Regions from separate parts of the Xenopus laevis genome. Here region 1 is linked to region 2. The links are chromatin contacts, called in public Hi-C maps. All regions are on one chromosome and are shown on one strand. The core of a region is the stretch at or near the end of the contact, and the rest is flanking DNA. Distances in the headings are between cores, read along the strand shown. Region 1 has its middle 32 kb from the start of amigo2.L. Region 2 has its middle 22 kb from the start of LOC108710588.

What was found. A called contact is a pair of places that touch in the nucleus more often than the background predicts.
Region 1: a Hi-C map of the XTC cell line shows a contact between it and region 2, with 4 times the contacts expected there. The contact joins two enhancer-like sites. A contact is called at or near these places in 2 of 4 Hi-C or Micro-C datasets (the XL177 cell line and the XTC cell line).

What each region holds. Positions count from the first base shown.
Region 1 is chr3L:70,240,740-70,243,558 of Xenopus_laevis_v10.1, forward strand. No RefSeq gene overlaps it. Among protein-coding and RNA genes, the nearest start is that of amigo2.L, 32 kb to the left of the region's middle. Within about 2 kb of position 1,407, at least 1 of the 7 cell types and tissues checked has an H3K27ac peak or open chromatin away from gene starts, as enhancers often do.
Region 2 is chr3L:70,100,275-70,103,276 of Xenopus_laevis_v10.1, forward strand. No RefSeq gene overlaps it. Among protein-coding and RNA genes, the nearest start is that of LOC108710588, 22 kb to the left of the region's middle. Within about 2 kb of position 1,582, at least 1 of the 7 cell types and tissues checked has an H3K27ac peak or open chromatin away from gene starts, as enhancers often do.

The sequences.
Region 1 (2,819 bases), core at 157-2,656, 140 kb after region 2:
TTTGAAAATGTACAATTTCTTATACTAAATCTAACTCACTATGAATATAATCATTTTAGAATCTTTAAAATACAAATTACATCAAAATTCCCAGGTTGCAACCACATGTGATCCCATAACTCCATTTTAGACAAAATATTGCCTACTCGTGTATTCCTGTTCATGTTTTCTAACACTAATAATGCAAGATAAATGTCTGGAGATGGACAATCTTACACAGCAACACTTAACTTAATCCAAGCAAAGCAAGATCAGAAGTGCAAGGCACAGCCCCAGATATACATAAGTATACATATCCCATGCAGTAAATCAGACTTTCTTAAATTTGTTTGTCCTCTCCGTTGTGAATTCACCTCTCAAATAAAACACTCACCCCCTCGAGCCTGAGTGAGACCTTCTAGAGCTCATTATGTAGATAGGTATCACTCCAGCAGATGTAATTATCCAACCTAAAAGAGCCATAGTAGGTCAACATTTGTGGATGGAGGATCCCTTCGGGCTTCACATCAATAGTCAGGGAACATATACTCACAGTAGTACCCTCATGATAGCACAAATGGCACATAAACAGCTTACCGGATCAGCAGCCAACAGGGGGAGAAAGGACTCTTTTAAACATGAGTGCAAAGCCTTGAGCGCCATTTCCGAGTTCACTTATGGGTTCGCTATTTCCGATATGCCGGTACCATCTTGGAGGCTGACATCGGAGTTTTATGGTGCACGGTGCTGGGTGTCTCGTTCAGCACCCTATATCCAGAACCCAAGCTAGGCTCCTTGGTCTCGGCTCTCACTTCTGCCTTTAACTGCCGCCTTTCACCTCGGGAGGAGCACTAGGCTAATTGGATGCCGCAAGGTCTTATTTGAGAGAGGAGCAAAGCTAACAGTTCTGGATGAGCAAAGGGCACGATCGTCTCAGCAGGATACTGAAAAGAAGAACACCACCAGGAACAGGCAGACCTGGCAAGCACAAGCAGAGAATTGTCAGACAGGCCAGAATAAGGATAGGAGAGCTTAGAATAGTCAGCGTACAGGCAAAAGGTCAGATTATAGTCGTCGCATAGTCAGGATTGGAGAAGTCGGAGTAATCAGGCAGGCAAAAGTCAGGATTGGAGATAATAGAGTAGTCAGGCAAAGCTAGGGTCAATACACAGTAGATCAGATAGAAAACACAATGGCAAGGCACCTAGGAACTTTTCTAAATAGAACCTAACAATGGGCAACTTGCTAAAACTGAATTTCCCTTTTATACTTTGAATCTTGCACCAAATGCGCGATGACGTCATCACAAGGCGGATAAACCAGGAAGCGAGCCGGCGCGCGTGCAATAGAGGAACCGGCCACCAAAGGAACAGGACGCATGAGGCGGGCGTCCCTGTCGAAGGCACGACGGGCGCCCCTGCATGCCAGGGGGCATACCACTGGACCACCAGGGTAAGCGGAGACTATTACACTGGGGAAGCATTTGCGGCTAACAGCACTGGCTGCTGCACAGATGGCCCAGCTTTCCTGAACATACATAAGGCAACCCACCTCGGTCCAGGGACATCAGAAGGGGTAGAGGTACACAATCTGGAACTAGTGGGAGTTAATAAAGAAAGGAGCGGTGACTGGTTAATGCAGATTAAAGAAAAGGGCAGCAATGGCCAAGCACAGAAAGTTAAATTATGCAATCCTCCAAGGATCCAGAAAGGCTGAACAGGGGATTTGAACTCGAGACTCCTCTGCAGGGCCAAGGCGCCTTAGCCACTGTACCACTGAGCCTAAGCCTGCTTGCAAAGCCTCCGGATGACCATTAGAACCAAATTTCCCTTTGTAACTTTACTTAGAAAGGAGCACAGCTGGTTAATGCAAACTGAAGAAAAGGGCACCACTGGCCCAGCACAGAAAGACATCTTACTTAACCCTCCAAGGATTCAAAAAGAGCCCAACCAGGAGTTGAACTCTTGACTCCACGGCGAGGAACCAGACACCTGGGCCGCGCCACCAAGACTAAACCTGCCTGCCAGAAAGTCAGCTTACACAACACACCAAGGATTTAGAAAGAGCCCCTTTTAGGATTTGAACTCAGTACTGCATGGCTGTGAAAGAGGTTCCTTAGGCACATCACCATAGAGCCTAACCCCACTCGTTCACCATCTGGATGACAATTACAAATAAATGTCTGTTTGTGCCTTAAAATTGACAAGCGGTTCCAGCAGGCAACCTACTGGCATAGTCAATACCCTACCTGGAGTTCCCAGAAAGACAGGCCTTATTGATGGTTAAATGGTCAAGACATCTATCAGACACCATTTCCACATTTATGGTGAAGCACCAGCAAGCTACTGGGCTTGCTGAAGCCAAGTTTATACAACTATTAATAATTGTGCTTTTCAGAAAAGAGTTTCATAACTTACCTGTGCACTGCAGCATATATAAAACTGCAAAAACCATACCACCAACTATAGCCTTTTATTTTCCATTTCCATCATTGATGTAACTTGGAACATGCGCCAGTGCCCAACATCACAGATGGCTGTCTAAGCACCAAGATGGATATTAGGGGCAAACGTCACTGATGCAATTTGGAGTGAGGGGTTCTACACTATTGCATACAATAAAAAAAATTGAAAGGGAGGTTTTTATTTCCCCTTTAAATAAAGATTTTTATAGTTTATTCACTCATAATTATTAAAGTTATGCAAATGTAAACCATTTTTAATCTCTTTTATGTTTGCAATAAAATACTATTAATGTGTAAAATATGAAAACACTATTTTAATTGAATATTTTATGCAGTTTTAGCTTATAATAAGGCACAAAAACCCTAGTAAGAATGC
Region 2 (3,002 bases), core at 332-2,831:
TCAGACCATACACCGATCCAGTGTTCTAATCTCTTTCACTCAAGGTTCATGGTTCACTCATGCAACATATAAATAAATATGTGAATAAATAAAGCAAAAGAAACAGATACTGAGGGTTTATACAGTATAACCAGTCATGGTAAAGGGGGTTGTTTACCCTTAAATTAATTTTTGATTACAATGTAAGGAGTGATATTCTGATATAATCTGCAATTGGTTTTCATTTTTTATTATTTGTGACTGTGACTTGCATTGATTTAAATAGGGGACCGAATATGAATAGGAGAGAGCCATATTAGAAACGAATATTAAAAAGTAACAGTAACATTATGTCTGTAGATTTACAGAGCATTTGTTTTTTTAGATGGGGTCAGTGACCCCCACTTAAGCTGGAAAGAATCAGAAGAAGATGAATAATTAAACTAAAAAAAAAAAAAAAAATTATGACCAATACAAAAGGTACTTAGAATTGGCCATATTATAACATACTAAAAGTTAACTTCCACTTAAAAAATAGGCTCCTGTGTCGATAGTTGCAGGCTCACTAGCACTTCTGCATGAATTACTGTAATGAAATAGTTTTTGTCTTAATATTTATATTGCTGCATTCAATGTACAGTTGGGATAAGTAGCATATGAGTCTTGTAGCTATACAAACTAAGTCCCACAGTAAATATTTATTTTGTGTGACATAATTATTCCTAGCTTTAAAATGAAATTATTTTGAATTGCCATTGAAACACTAAAAAATATATTTTCATGTGTAACAGAAGGTGGCAGCACCGTATCTGCAGTATTTCTTTATACTTTCAGTTGCAGGTTTCAGGTAACTCGTTACTTTCATTTTGTACTCTTTGAAAGGCAACTACTTTTTTATTTGTACTTCTTTTCTAATATTTCTATTTATCAGTCCAAAATATTTAATTCCACATGTTTTGGATGGTGCTGGATAATTTAATAAAATATCATTGGCAACCAGCCATTGCCATGGAGGCAGTAATCTTAAAAGCAATATGAAGAGAGGCAAGACTAGGGAAAGCAAACAATAGCATATGTCAGATATAAGATCAGGAAATGCATCTCTTCAAACAAGACTGAAGTAAGAAGACCAAGAGAGGTATGATGAGTGAGAAAATAATAAACATAGGTAAATAGCGATAGAAAAATCTGTACCAAGCCAGAGCGTTTTAGGATTTTTGACCTTAAATAACAACTCCAGGTAGAAAACAGTGGACATTATACATCAATAATTACTCTTTGCCTTTTATTTATATGAACATATTTTGCAACATTACACACTATACATCATTTAGTATCCTCCTTAGTGGGATTAGGCTATGACCACATGTAGCTATTTCTCAGCCTGTGTATAAATGCAGGCTGGGAAACAGCCAAGCACCTTTCTGCTCACTCAGCATCGGATTGGAGCACGGGGGGCCCACTGGGGATGTGACACCAAGGCTCTCCTGGCAGCCACCGATAGCTCCCTTCCTAAATCTGCCCCACCCCACACATCGTACACTGTTCCGGTGCATCTTATCATGCTCCAATAATCTCCTATACTAAAGGGGCCGCTGATTGGAGGAGCAGGCCTGGGCCGGTAGGGACCCATGAGGGCCGGGGCCCACCAGATTTTTTTCCAGTGCCCCTCTGGCCCAGTCCGACCCTGAGCTCACTCCTCTGTCTGCATTCAGAGGCGCTGCGTTGGCCTGAGTGCAGATGCATGGAGTGGATTTTGGTGCAGAAATATTTGCTCCATGTTGCACAGAGGGTGATACAGTGCCTGTTAATGCATGAACAGGAGTGACAGGCTAAGAAATAACTACACAGTCCTTAGGAAAAGTAATTTTCTTAAAGTCCCTGGTCGGGTTGTGGTGAGTAGAGCTACAAGATGTATTGTCTTTATTAGCATTTAATTAACAATGTACAGTCAAACTTTTATATGAAGAACAAGTTTGTAATTAGTAGTATTACAGACATCCCAGTACAGTATATCTACAGGTACTCTGTGTTCAAGAGGTTGTGCCACAATGAACTATTCTCGTGTCTGTTTTGTGTGCTCAGTTAATAATCTGATATATATTCTGCTTGTATCTGAGAATGTATTCTTGTTATTTACTTGTTAGAATTGCTTAGTTAACATTTTAAATTGAAAATACAATATTTTCAATATAAAATATTTTTGTTGACTTCCACTATCAGTCTAGTGAAATGGGAGAGATGGAGGATAAGACCAATTCAGAGATGGTTCCTCTCACATTGGGATCGGCATCGCAAGGACTGGTCTCAGAAAATTCTTTTATCTCCAGCCTTCAAGTCCCATATAATCTGGTGGCAAGATCCAGTGTACCTACGCAGGAGTTTTCCCCTGGAAGAGCCACAGTGGACATAAGTATTTACAAATGCATCCTGCACAGGCTGGGGGGCCCATACACTAGGTGTGGAAGCCCAAGGTACTGTATTTGGAACAGGAATCTGTCTCATCTTCCCTCAAATGCCCTGGAGTTGAAAGCTGTCAAAGAAGCATTATTTGCCCTCAAGCCAGTCCTGATGGGTCTGTCTATAAAAATAAGATCGAACAACGCTACAATGGTTTCATATATAAGGAAGCAAGCATCAATGTTGTTGTTTTTAACAGAAGAATTAAAAGTTATGTTTTAACTTTCTGTCCATTACAAATTGCATGAATTGGTGGGGAGGTGTATTTGTTTTCAATCACTCTGTGGGGGGTTTTCCTCTGCCCTACAGACACTTTCCTGTTGAGTTTAAATATCTTCTGGTGAAATCATAATAGAATACTAGACAGGGAGCAGGCAAGATTTAGCAGGTCAATTTAGGAACAGTGTATAAAATAGAATTTAGAAATTCAGATTGTTATTATATTATGTACTGATAAATCACCAACATATTTGCCAGTGCTGTATAAAAAAGGGTGTATACGTTGAACATACAGATTACATACAAAGACCATAACCATTACAAGAGCTTGCAATCTAAAATGA